3 separate regions of the Mus musculus genome follow, and regions 1 and 2 are each linked to region 3. The links are chromatin contacts, called in public promoter capture Hi-C maps. All regions are on one chromosome and are shown on one strand. The core of a region is the stretch at or near the end of the contact, and the rest is flanking DNA. Distances in the headings are between cores, read along the strand shown.

What was found. Promoter capture Hi-C pulls out the DNA fragments that hold promoters and counts their contacts.
Region 1: a promoter capture Hi-C map of pre-B cells shows a contact between it and region 3. The contact joins the promoter of Fnip2 here to the promoter of Pdcd10 in region 3. A contact is called at or near these places in 2 of 39 promoter capture datasets (cranial neural crest and pre-B cells).
Region 2: a contact with region 3 is called in a promoter capture Hi-C map of pre-B cells. The contact joins the promoter of Tmem144 here to the promoter of Pdcd10 in region 3. A contact is called at or near these places in 3 of 39 promoter capture datasets (the HPC-7 cell line, liver and pre-B cells) and 2 of 484 Hi-C or Micro-C datasets (CD4 T cells and pre-B cells).

What each region holds. Positions count from the first base shown.
Region 1 is chr3:79,565,247-79,569,694 of GRCm38.p6, reverse strand. It overlaps Fnip2 (folliculin interacting protein 2), which reads left to right and starts at 2,016. Exons shown (of 17, transcript NM_001162999.2): 1 at 2,016-2,186. The coding sequence starts at 2,092. 4930589L23Rik (RIKEN cDNA 4930589L23 gene) reads right to left here and starts at 1,503. Exons shown (of 2, transcript NR_152118.1): 1 at 497-1,503.
Region 2 is chr3:79,840,759-79,844,982 of GRCm38.p6, reverse strand. It overlaps Tmem144 (transmembrane protein 144), which reads left to right and starts at 2,074. Exons shown (of 12, transcript NM_001379543.1): 1 at 2,074-2,212.
Region 3 is chr3:75,554,701-75,559,487 of GRCm38.p6, reverse strand. Pdcd10 (programmed cell death 10) reads left to right here and starts at 2,636. Exons shown (of 8, transcript NM_019745.4): 1 at 2,636-2,766. Serpini1 (serine (or cysteine) peptidase inhibitor, clade I, member 1) reads right to left here and starts at 1,995. Exons shown (of 9, transcript NM_009250.3): 1 at 1,846-1,995.

The DNA.
Region 1 (4,448 bases), core at 767-3,266, 4.0 Mb before region 3:
TATTTATGATAATATAACAGAAATCAAACTAAAACAGACTACAGAGCATGCATATATGGAAACAAGTCACAGGAACTGATAGATCGGCTTGTGGAAGACAGCCCTCACAAGTCCCAGTTTTCATTTCATTTCATTGTTATCCTGTCATCTCTAAGCATTCACAATATCCCTGTTCCTCTTCACATACAGAGCCATGTGGCAGTGCTAGAGACCCGGACTAAGAAACCAGGAAGCAACCTCTGGATTGGGGGCCTTGAGCAGATTAGAGCTATGCCCCACCCCCTCTTTTGATTACTTATATTTGTGAAATATGTTTGCTTTTAAACGTCTAAATGTCCTCTTTTTTTGTTTGCTTGTTTTGCTTTTTAGCGCTCTCTCTCTCTCTCTGTGTGTGTGTGTGTGTGTGTGTGTGTGTGTGCATGCGCGCGCATTGTGTAACTTTGTGCCTCTGAGTGCAGTGCCCTTGGGCACCAAAAGGGGGAGGACGACTTCTGACCTGGAGTTGGACTTGGTTGTGAGCTTTCTGATCCACTTGCTGGGAAGAGATCTCCAGTCCCGTGCAAACGCAGCTTATGTTTGTAACTGCTGAGCCATGTTTCTCCATCCTTAACTTTCCTTTGATCAAGTCTAAGAAATCTTGGTGGGTCATTTGTTCACCGTCCTCAAATTTGCTGGAGTCAGAGTGGAACTCAAAAGTAACTAACTCTAGCTCTACTACCTACCATCTGAACCACGTTAGAGCTCTAGGCCGCAAAACAGATTAATAAACTGTTTTGAATGTGGTCAGACTCTTCATAACCGCAGGTTCTTTAACGTCTTGCACCACAGCACAATAAATTCTCAGGGGGTCTGAGGCGTGAAAGCACAGGCAAATGAGTCTAAGCACACACTCAGCTTCCCTAAATCAAAGAATCTATTGAGTTTTTTTTTTTTTTTTTTATGTGCCCAATGTGAACACGAACTAGGAAAGCAATCATTTGTGTGTATATGTGGGCTTAACGCACGCACATATGGGCTTAGTACATGCACAGCTTTTGTGTGACTTATGTACCAGTGGGAACCAACACACCAAAAAACCCAAAAAAACCCCAAAAAACAAAAAAAACCAAAACAAAACCCGGTGACCTGAATAAACTGTTTGTAAATTCAAAATTGAGCCTGCTGATTTACTCTGGTTCCGGCAGTTGCTTGCTGGGACCTCAAATGCAGCAGGGGCCAGAATCCCCAGCAGCAACGTCAGGCACTAAAGTTGCTTCTCCAGCTCAGGCCACGTTTTCTGCTAGGGAGTCCTGGACCCGATAAAATGAGGACCAAGTTCAAGGGCTTTTCTTTCCAAAGAACAAAAACCTCCATAGTTGTGCTCTGGAGCTCAGTAGGTCAAGTGTGTGAAGACTCGTGCACCCCGCCCAACTCTCTAGCCCCAGTAAGAGCCCGGCGAGTGATAACTCCGGGCGTACCCCTAGTGATGTCGGCGCAGGGCGGGTAAAGCTGGCCAATGGAGACGTTAGGCCTCTATGCTCCTCCCCCTCCCCCCACACGCCCCGCCCCACTCCTCCCTACGAGCCTCTCCCGGCTCCACTCTCCGCTTCCCTGGCGCTCCTCCTCCATCGCCCACTCCTCTCTCCCACTCCCTTGTATTCCTCCCAACACGTTCCACTCTTCATCGCCTGCGCTCCTCCCAGTCCCTCTTGCTCCTCCCAGTCCCTCGTGCTGCCTTCTGACGCTCCTCCTCCCTCCTCCCGGCGCTCCTCCCCCTCGCTCGTGCACCCCCCTCCCTGCCATCCTCGTGCTCCTCCCCTCCCTCATGCTCTCCCTCCTCTTCTTCCCGTGCTCCTCCCTCTCCCTCGTGCTGCCCTCTCCGCGCTCCTCCTCCCGCGGGAGCGAGCTGTCAGCCGGGCGGGCCGGCTCCGTCATATGACCGGCCGGCGGCCGCGGCGCCGCACCTTCCGTCCGCTGCAGCGGTCCCGCGCTCGCGCCCCTCCGGGCGGCCGCGCCCCCGTCGCCATGGCCCCGCCGCGGCCGCCGTGGGCTGCGCGCTGAGCCGTCGGGTCCCGGAGCGTGGCCGCCCGCCCGGGCCGCCGCGTGCACGCCATGGCCCCGACCCTGCTCCAGAAGCTCTTCAACAAAAGGGGCGGCGGCGCAGCGTCTGCCCAGGCCCGGCCGCCCAAGGAGGAGCCGGCCTTCAGGTGAGCGCGTGCGAGCGGGAGGGAGGCCTCAGGCGGGCTGCATGGAGACCGGACCCCCGCGCCACCCTGTCCCCTCCTCCTGGGCGGGACCCCGCGCCACCCTGTCCCTTCTTCCCAGATCCTCCTGGGAAAGACCCCAGTCTCTCACTCTCCTCTGTCCCGGTCCTCCCGGGTGGGACCCCACGCCTCTCTCGCCCCTCTTTCTGGGTGGGACCCAGCAGCATCCTCTTCCCTCCCTCGCCGGGTTCTCCCAGGTTGGGCTCCTCTTTCCACTTCTTTCAGGGTCTCAGAGCCGCGAACCGCCCTGTCCCTTTTCTACTGCTCCTTCTGGGTGGAACCTCAGCGCCGTCCTCCTTCCTTGCTCTCCAGGTCTCCCCAGGTGGGAGCCCTGCGCCATCCTCTGCCCTCTTTCCTCAGGTGCCCCACAAAATTTCTCCATATGCCCCCGTGTCTGAGCACGTCTGGGACCGGTGTGTACCTTCCAGGGTCTCTGGAGGGAGAGTCACCTGCGTCTCCCCTGCCCCAGAGCCTGTAAGCTGTCATTTTGCAGGCAGCTCCAACCCACTGAGTATGTGACAGTATTTTGAAGTTGGAAAGGGTGAAGCCACGAAAAAAGCAGCTTCTTTCTTGCAGTGTATGACAAGCTCGCCGGCGGATGAATAAAAGTGTGTAATTTCCTCATCAGTTAGAAGGCTGATGCCGCATGATGAGTGGAAAGGGAGGGAAATGCTTTTTATGAAACGTCTCGGGTTCTAATTTAACAAAGCAGAGGCAGATATTTAATAGTTCATCTTCGGAACACATACCTTTGGATTAGCATGTGTTAAGCTGGCTCAAGACCCACAGCTCTAAGTGGCGGCTGGTCTTGCATTTTGAGCTAAGCAATTGGCTCTCAGTAACATCCCTATACTATTCTGCTTTTGAGTGGTAAGTTTCCAAAGATGCTCTCCTGGGTCCTGTACTGTCTCTCAGCACTACTAGTTGAGAAAACATTTTATTTGCCATTTAAGTTTTCATCACTATAAAACAAAACAAAACAAAACAGAAAACTGAACACCTCACACCGATTCAGACCTTCTAGGGATACTTTATGTTCAGAATGTAAGACTTTGAATTTTTTTTAAAAACAAACAAACAAACAAACAAAGGTCTCATTAGTCCAGGCTGGCTTTAAACTCTTGACAATCTTCCTGCCTTAGCTTCTCAAGTTCTGGGAACACCAACATGAAGCATCGCATTTGAAATGAATTTTGATTAAATCTCATCTCCTTTATTGCATAAAAATTCATTCAAAACACATACAAACACATTCCTATAGTTATATAAGATTTTCTTTTATCTTGTATTTCCAGTTTTATGTAGCCCAGGCTAGCTTCGATCAATTGATGACCTGATCGTCCTGTTAGTGCTTCTCAAGTGTAAGATTACAGTAAGCACGTGCTGCCATCCCTGGCTCCAACTTGGAGAGAATGAGACATTAAACAGAATAGCAGCATTTGTGTGTGTGTGTGTGTGTGTGTGTGTGTGTGTGGTGGGAGGTTGGAAGGTAAATTGTGAGGACTGCCTGGATCATGGTCAGTGCATTTCCGTTAGGCAGACTGGACCTGATTCTGTGCCTTCTATTTGTCTGCCTACCCGTGATGCTGTCGTCTAACGTCTCTGAGTTGTAGAATTACTTTGGAGTCAGGACATGTTAATTCTTCTTGGAATCCTAGACTAGACCAAGATTCCTCAGGTGTCTTCTTTGGTGGCCCTTACCAAGGACATTACAGCCATTTGAGTGCCCGTGGAGATGCGTGGTACTTGTCACTGTTTCTTACGTTCCCTGCCTACTTGTCCACCAGCACTCTTCCCTTCCCATGGATAAGGTTAAATTCAGTGTATTTTGAGCAACAGCAACAACAACAAAAAAATGTGGCTATATTTAGGGCTCGGCCATATTAGGAAAATTGATTCCCACTTTGTGAGTACAATATTAGTACCATGTTCTGTCTTCTCATTTGGTGTTTAAGGGAGAAGAAAGTGCAGTCTTTAACTTTTTTTACTGTGCTATACATTTATTTGTATGCGTGTGGGAACACACACTCCAGTTCTACAGCATGCAGGTGGAGGTCGGGGACAACTTTCAGAACCCTGTTTGCTCCTACCTTGTGTTTACCTGGGACGCTAACTCAGGTGATCAGGCAACAGGTACTCTCTCCTGCTGAGCCACCATGATAGCCCCCATGTGCCATCTCTTGTCATTTGTTCACCTCAGATTTT
Region 2 (4,224 bases), core at 825-3,324, 4.3 Mb before region 3:
GTAGCAACGTGAATCATGGGAATGTTTTGCTTGCCCAGTACATATAAAAGTTCCTCCTACAGTGTCTTCTACTGTGTGTACAATAGATGATGTCTAAAGAGTATGCAAACCTATCTTAGTTTGAAATACTCAGTTGGGCTTCCTCTGACAGCTGAGAGGAACAGATGCATAGACCCACAGTCAAACATTAGTTTCATAGAGCCCAAATTGGAGATCTCCACTGGGTTCCTCCCCTTGGGCTCCGGAGACCCCGTGGAAGAGGCGGGGAATTGTAGGAACCAGAGGAACACAAGAACACGGCCCACAGAATCAACTAAGCAGGGCTCATAGAGGCTCACGGAGATTGAACCGGCAATTACAGAGCCTGCCATGGGTCTGCGTTAGGTCCTCTGCATATACATTATGGTTGTTGCCAAAACACCTTAATTTAATGTGGAAAAATTTAAAGAAATTAATTGCAAAGTACATAAAGTTAAACTTAATAAGCAAATCTCTGCCTGTTTATGTGTGCACATAAACAGGAAGTTTCTCGATTTTTTCAATCACTAAATTAATCATTTCTCTTAAGAAAATGACCTTCTTTCTTTCTTCATGATACTCTGCCTCCCAGTGCAGTTCTCTGATGGATGTAGAGTTGAAAAGCAAGGCTTCCTTTCAAGAAACCTTATCTCCTAACGTCTCCACTTTTCTTCTCTTTCTTGTGAATCTCACATGACCAGATAGTGGATGGTGTCAGCTTAATCCACTCCAAGAGGCCTGCCTGCCTCAAACTCAGACTAGGCCAGGACCTAGCACTTCCTCTTCTTGAAGTTCACATCTGTGTCTTCTGCTGTGCTAGTATCCGGCCTAGAGAGACAGCCTTGCTGTCTAGGAGAGGTCTGTCACACACACACACACACACACACACACACACACACACACACACAAGAGCGCGCACACAGACACATATGGACGCGCGCGCACACATACACACACATGCACGCACACACACACGCACACAGTCACACACACACACTCACACGAACACATGCACAGAGAGAGAGAGAGAGAGAGAGAGAGAGAGAGAGAGAGAGGGAGAGAGGGAGAGAGGGAGACAGAGAGAGATGAACACACACACACACAAACACACACACACACACACACACACACACACACGAGCGCACACACAGACACACATATGGACGTGCGCGCACACATACACACACACGCGCACGCACACAGTCACACACACACACACACACACACGTGGTTTTCAGCTACAGAAGAGGCAGGTAAATCTACATCATATGCTAGTGGTTGCTTTTACCTCTGAATCTCAATCGGATGTCCGAAGCCTGCACTCCTGTCCATTGCTCTTGATTCTTACAGCTCTTTAGGTGGGGTGGGATACAGCTACTGCTCTGGAACGTGATGCACAGCCTGGTTTCACAGGAAAGCTTCCTGGAAGCTATTTTCAAAGAAATTACCTCCCGGGCCAAGCTTTATTTTCCGCAACTCCAGTGTATGGATTTGTATAAAGCCACCTCCCTTGTCTACTGAAATGTGCCAGCAAGCCACAAAGGCATTTAGTTCACATTACAGTAGCACACATTAATTGTTTACATTTGTCTAAGCTCATGATTCCAGCTACATGGGAGGCTGAGGCAGGAGGATCACAGAGTCTACTTGGGCTGTGGAGTGAGCGTTAAGCCAGTCTAGGCAACTTCGGAATAAGCTGTCTCAACTTTAAAAAGGGGGAATGAGAGTTGGGAGTGCAAATTAGGAGAGATTGCCTAACAACAAAGGCAAACCGGGATGGAATGAGCATTTATTTTGTAACTGTGTGAGGTAGCTCCGGCTTTGTCTCATCCACAAACTGCACAATTAAAGGTGTGGTGTTTAGCAGAAGGTGACTTGCTACTCACTGAACGAGCTCTTCTTTAAAGGGGGGGGGGGGGGGGGGGCACGACACTCTCTAGTTAACTCGCTGACTGACAGAGGGCCTGAGGACTCCTTAGTCACCTGACTGAGCTCCAGCCCTCCGCTGGGAGGGTGTCCTGAGCCTCCGCCTGGGAGGGACTCCGGTCTCCCTTCAGATTCCGGCAGGAAGTCCGCACGCGTCCAGGGAAGAGTCAGCGCAGTGAGACCCCACCAGGTCACCTGAGTCTAAGGTGCCCCTGGGTCTGAGAGCCGCCCTGCAACCTTCAGCTCCTCGGGAAAACTCGCAGAGCAAGTAAGTGCCAGCACTCGTGACGTCAGCCCAGAGACAGGCGAAGCTGCACTCAGATTGGAGGAAATTAAAGGAAACCAGAAATGAAATCTTTAAACTAGAGCAGGCGGCATTGATCGAGCGCCGGCACTATCTTAAACGCAGGGGAGGAGCTGCTTAAAACTTTAAAGTAGTCGGGAGAAAAAGCAGATATACCAGTAATGAAACGAAAGTAGTAAATTTTTTAGAAAGAATGAATGTAGCTTAATAAAATATTAAGTGGATACTTAACACGTAAACCTTAGAATCCTTGGACTTGAGACTTTTCCACGGAATGTTGAAAGCTTTTACCTTGGAGAAATACGAACTATTTCGATAGCTGCTGCCTGGTTGGTAATCTGTCTAAGGTAAACGCGTGTGGGCAGGTCACGTGCTACCTGACCCACGTGATATTTATGGTCCTATTGTCTAACTAAAACTTGAAAAAATTTTAAATGAATGGGAGGGATCTAGCACAAGTTTAAAGCTTGACTGAGCTCTGAAGCGAGTTTAAAGTCTGCCTAGAAAAGCTTGGCGAGACTGTCTCAAATCAAACAAAGTAAAAACGGGGTTCGGGTATAGCTGAGCAGAGCGTTTGCCGAGCATGCCGTATTATTAAAAAATATAATAATAATAATAATAATAATAATAATAATGGATTTTGTTTGCTTGCTTGCTTTTTTAAAGACAGGGTCACACTAGTGTTGTCCTGGATGGTCTGGAACTAGCTATGTAAACCAAGCAGGCGATGATCTCAAAGATCTTCCTGCTTCTGCCTTCTGAGTGCCGGAAGTTAGCTTGCTACCAACCTAGACTGAAAATAAGATTTTTAGAGGAATAATTTGGGGCTAGGTTTGTGCGAAAAAAGGGTTGGGGATACATGTTCAGTAAAGTAATGATGCTTCTCTTTACCACAGAAATGTCACTGATTTAACGCGAGATGGACTCTTCCTTATGGCAGTCTGGGATTGTTGGTTCACAGGGAATTAGATCATGTGCTTTTGGAAATGCTCTGGAGCCGTGTGCTGTAAACGAACATCGTTTATCTAAGGCAATAACTGACTGGAGTTGATTCAGCAGTCAAATGAGGTCATGCGCTCTAATTAGCACTACTAATTATTCATCCAATTCAGGCTGAAACCTGTGGCTGCCCATCAATACCCCTTAGTGGAGCCTTCTTTTCTGTAAAATAATCTACCTCATTAAATGGTTAGGCACTGTCCTCTTAGCCATGCACTTGCTTTGCTTGTTTTAATTAAAATGGAAAAAAAATGATTTCTTCGCTATTAAACCTGTATTTTAAGTCCCAGGACAGCTTTCCAAATAGCTCTCCTGCCTCATATTTAGAAGTCCTGTTAGTTATTTGCTTATTTATTAGGTCTAAATGGAATCTCCTGCCTCGTATTTAAAAGCCCTGATATTTTTTTATCTGTCCTATTTATTTAGTGAACAAAGAGAAGTCTTTACACAGGTTCCCAAGTGCTGGGGCTGTTGGTATGTGCCAAGGATCTTTCCTGATACCACATTCCTCTTTTCTTCACTGAGAGAGCCAGAACTTTTTTTGTAGCAATGATATCTGATAGAACTTTTTACAGTGACAGAAAATTCTAAATTTGCAGGGATCAGAATCTTGGCTGATGGACACCTTCGTCAACTGAGTACTTAAAATATAATTTAGCTGAAGACCTGATTTCTTTCCTTGTCTTGACCTGAATAATTGTATTGAAAGGTTAGTTACTTTGTGCGACTTGGTGCTCCCAGAGTGCACAGCAGGGATGTCTACCTGCCGACTTTGTACTCTTCTGTAAGCTGCCGTTTGAACCACACTGCTGGTGAGGTTGGATTTTGCAAGATCATCTTTTATCTTCATTTTTAAAAATTGATGGTATAGATATTTATTTATGCATGCATACAGCATGAACATCCTGTGTGTGCCCTGTGCCGGGGAGTGAACCCAGTGTCCAGTCATATTAAGCACATGCTCCATCACTGGTCTG
Region 3 (4,787 bases), core at 1,387-3,886:
TGCCAGTCACATAATTAACTATTATCTTTTTTTTGTGTGTGTGGAGGGAATAACCAGAGACAACAGGTATTCAGTTTCCAAGTGAATCAGCAAAGAGCCTGAACATCTAAGACGGACTCAGGACCATGCACCTACCATCACACATAACAAGGGCAAGGACAACCTTTTCCAAGTTTTATTAAACCACCAGATCACATTTTCTCTCCCAAAAGCATTTTCTGGAGATCACATAGCCAGATGGCTATGCCAATTAATAGGTTTCTAGTAGTATACCAAAGATAACATCCATCCTTACTGTCACTGCTAAGTTTAGTGGCTTCTATAGCTTTTTTCGAATACTTACATGATCTGCTTAATCTAAGCCTAGATATTTCTTGGTTTTGCTTATTTATTTATTTTTTAAGATTTCTCTGTGTGCCCAGGTCTTTGGTGTATTAGAATGTGGGAGAAAAGGATTTAATTAATTTAGTAGTGGGCATCTCTCATCAGTATCTGCACTTAGTAGGACTGAACCTTAAGTAATGGAGAGAATACCTTTGAGCCACTTTAGTTTTAGAAGGCATCTTGTGTGCACTGCAAAAACAAAATTCAAAATCTTGCAGTAAACCAGAATAGTATGACAAAAGAAGAAAATAGAAGGTGATTTCTGGATCTTATTGACCCCTCTTTAAACAATCTCAAGTATTCTGGCACCCTATGGAATAGTCAACTGTCACAAGAAAGCCATTTCAGAGCAGAGTATGCTGCAATATGCTACATGACTAACAGGCATATAATCTGGGACACTATTTCACAACAAAAAAATGAACTAAGCACGTAGAATTTTAGTACTTTTCCAACCCAAAAGGCTGTAATCTGTCATAGGTGCAAAGGTAGGATTGACTACCTAACATAACAAGTATTACAACATAATTCCACCCGTATGTATTACTAGCATTCAAAAGAGTATACACACAATGAGAATGAACTATTATTGTGTGATACTATATACCTCTAAAATGAGAGCCCATTATAAAATACTAAAGGTTATCATTTTACACATACTCTCTTCAATAGAGGAAAGCTCCTCCACACAGTTCCCTTGTACTCCTGTTTTTAAAACACGAACAAACGTTACCGGACACAAATGAGAGAATAAGAAGCAGCGAGGAAGTACACCATATGTTCCCGTTGTAGGCTAAACCCAGGTCTTTGTTTCAATATTCCAGCGCCAGCAGGAAGGAAAAGCCAAATACCCACCCATTTCAATTTATTTTCTCATTAATGCTGGTAAAAGTTATACTTAGGATAGGTTTAGCCGGAACCCATCCTATCTTATTATTTGCTTCTTTAACCCATATCTTTTGCAATCCAAAGACCCTGCAATACAACCGGTTATCTTGGATAGACTGTCCGTGGCAGGACAATCTGATAAACTAACACAAGCGTCAGGCACTGAAGAGGACAAAGTTATTTTCTTAGTGAAACAGTTACAAAGTGGTTCTCTATCAATGCCAATTTTGCCTTTTTAACAGCTACGCATCTAGCTTGACACCATCCACCTGGTACTCAATTAGCAGGGCTTTCTTCAATCTTGTGATCTCCCAGACCAGTTTTAATGGTGCAACTCAAAACAAAATCCTTAACCACGCCCTTAATATCCCAGGCAGAGTTACCTTTTGTTTTTTGTTTTTTTTCTCTCTCTCTACCAAAGTCTGTAATTGTACGTAATTGTACTGAAAAGGTTTGCACCGCGATCCTAAGTCAACATAGCACTCTTTCCTCCAGTATCCAGGCGTTCCTATTGTCAGATGCCTTCCTCCCCAGGTTGCTGTGCTGTAGCCCGCAAGTGGCGCCCACGCTTACCTCCTTCACACCTGCAATCCCCGCTCGGGATGCTGGAGAGGATGCTGGGCAGGCTGAGACTGCTCCGGATGCTGCTCTTGCCTCTCTCCAGGGAAACTACAGACTAGGCTGAGCTGAAGCTTCTTCTGAGATTCAAGCTCCGCCTTCCCCGCCTCTAATTGGCCGAAGCTCGGGCTGCGGCTCCTCCCACTGCCATCTGCGCAGCCTAGGCGCAGAGCGGTACCCGAGGTCTCTTAGTTCCTGGTGCTCTGACCCCTTCATTTCGGACTTTCTCCCCTCTGGCATCGCACCTGGCCCTTCCTCAGGTCCTGCTTAGCTCTTTTAGCCGGCTGGTCCAGTGAACACGGGAGTGGGCTGTCCTTTGGGGGTATGGGGGTACTGTTGCTTCGGAGTAGGCGGAGCCCACCGGTCTAGCCCCTAGAGCCTTCCTCCCCGCCTACCCATGGACTCAGCCCAGCCTCCTGTCGCTTGCTACCTCTGGCCCCCCGCCCTTTTCTTTACACCCATCCGAGGGCACCTCCCATCGGTGGGCGTGGCGTTGTGGGCTATCTTCTCATTCTGATTGGTGCAGGTGAGACTCGGCCCCGCCCTCCCTCGTTTCTGGGCGCGCTCTCTCTTCATCTCCTCCCCTCCCTCAAAGACAGGGAACTCTCTTCTGATTTGCTAGAAGTGTCCCCACCTATTGCCTAAGGCGTTCTCGCACAGCCTTCTGGGAAATGTAGTCTTACTATTGCAGGAAGTGCTAACGGAAATGGAGGGCGGAACTACAAATCCCCATCGGGCCTTGCGCGACTCCTGCTGGGCAGGATTCCGGACAACGCCTGGTTCCTTTCGGGTCCTTCCGGCGTCGCCGGAGTGAATTGATCCGGGAGTTGAAGAGGGCTCCAAAGGTGGGAAGTGAAGTCCGTGCCTCAGTTGCCGGTAAGGCGAGGTTTCTCGGTTCGGGTCCGCACGGCTCCGTGGGCAGCCAGAGCGGCCTGGGGTCAGGCGGGGACCGAGGCGGAGGTGCTGAGGCTAGGCTCTGGCCGGCGGGGCGGACGGGTGGGGAGCCGGGCCTTGTGGGCGTCAGCGAGGTCTCTACGCGAGCTGCGGAAAGCTGGGTTTGTAAATGCCTCCTGCCCAGCCCGGCCCGGCGCCTCCAGGAAGTCCGCTGTGGGTTTGGGTGGAGGGGAAGGGTGAGGTCGGCCTCCCGGGTCTCCACTGACCGAGGGGGCGGATGTGGTGGGGTGAGGTCCCGGGCAGGTGAGGCTAAAGCTTGGCTAGGCCTGGAGGGAGCGTGGGTGCCCGGGAGTCGCCTCCCGGTGTGGCTGGGGTTATGCCCTTTGAGGGAAGAAGAGAGACAGTGTTGACAGTTCCGACTCAGTTCCAATTTCCTCTCTGAGGAGGTGATTCTTAACTCGGAAGGTTTGTGCCTCTTGACTCCAATACGTCAGATGGATGTATACTTCTCAAGTGCCCTCGAAGCGCTTTCACTTTGGGATGCTAATGAGACTACTGTAGAAGCAAATGACGTGCCCAAGGTCACACAGATCTTCAGAGTCTAGTCCTCCGAAAGTCCAGTTTCTGACCAGAGTTGTCGGCTTAGGAAGAAAGAGTGGGGAGGTGGGTGGTAGTACTGGAAGCAGATAGAAGAAGTTGCAAAGTAGTGTGCCTGTTTGTCAGAAACGGTTGTGAGGTGCAGAGAGTTGGTTTGTTGACGTGGAGTGGAAGCTTTGCCAAAGCATCCTCTCTAATGTTCTGTAAAACAGGAAGGATCGCTTTAGCTTAGATCTTTACCCCTTTTTCTGGGGTCTACTGAATGATAACACTCACTTTCCACACGCCATTTTTAAAGGATAGATAATATTTAGGAATAGCTCAGTGTTGCCATTAAGAGAATAGTCCTTTTCATTTCTATTTTCTTACCATTTTCAAAAACTATGGGTGAAACTTTCACAGAACTTACTTTACAGATATTCATGCTTTCATTAAGTGAAAATTAAGTGCAGAATCTTGGAGAAATTGTACCATGTTCATTACAAGAAGTGACCCTTTGGGGGGGGGGGTCAGGTTTTTACTTTTCTCTCATTTTCTTCACTCCATGTGTAGACAGTAAAACATACACTTGTATATTTTCTTTTCTTGGCATCATCAGTGAGTTTTAATTCATTCTTATTTAATGTTAATGAATGATAAAAATGATGCTTCTATATTGAATGGAAAGAACTGCAGGCTTACTATGTAAATTAAAATATAAATACATAGTATGTACTGTAAGTATATATGCTATATATTGAATGTGCTTTGCTTGCCATGATTAATATTAATTTTTTTTTAATGCAAAGCTGTTTCTGGGATCAGAAGAACCAGTCAAAATGGTCTTGTTTGAAGGGGACTTTTAAAGAAAATGGAGAGTTGTGGTACCATAAAATGAAGCAAAATCAGGAATAATGTAACACCACACGTCACAGTAAGGGAAAAGTCACTAACAAAAGGGAAATTATCTGGGATTAATTGGTTTTGAAGTGGAGTTTGAAGTGCATTAATTTGAGTGGGCCATATGTAAGTCAGTGCTGGTAAAGCAAGAATGCTAATATATTTTCTAGATGACAGTGTGGACATTTGTTGTTTGCTGGGAAAGGTATGAAATAAGTTTTAAGTGGCACACAGCTGTGTTGGTTATGGAAGGACTTTTTTAACAACAAAAAAAGTTTTGTCTTTGATTTAGTCCTACTCCAACTCTGTCTGTATCTCTGAGGCCCATCATACTGTCCTGTTTCATCGTCACTACAGTGTAAGTGCTGAGATGAACAGTGAGATGAACAGAGAAGATGATTTTGAACATCCTTCAGGCTCTAGCTAGAGCTCACAGATCGGATGTTTGCCTGTAGTGTGCAGCTCTCTTTGCCCACATTTGTTCCCTTAAAGAGCTTTGCATCAACTCTCAGACACTATCCATTGCA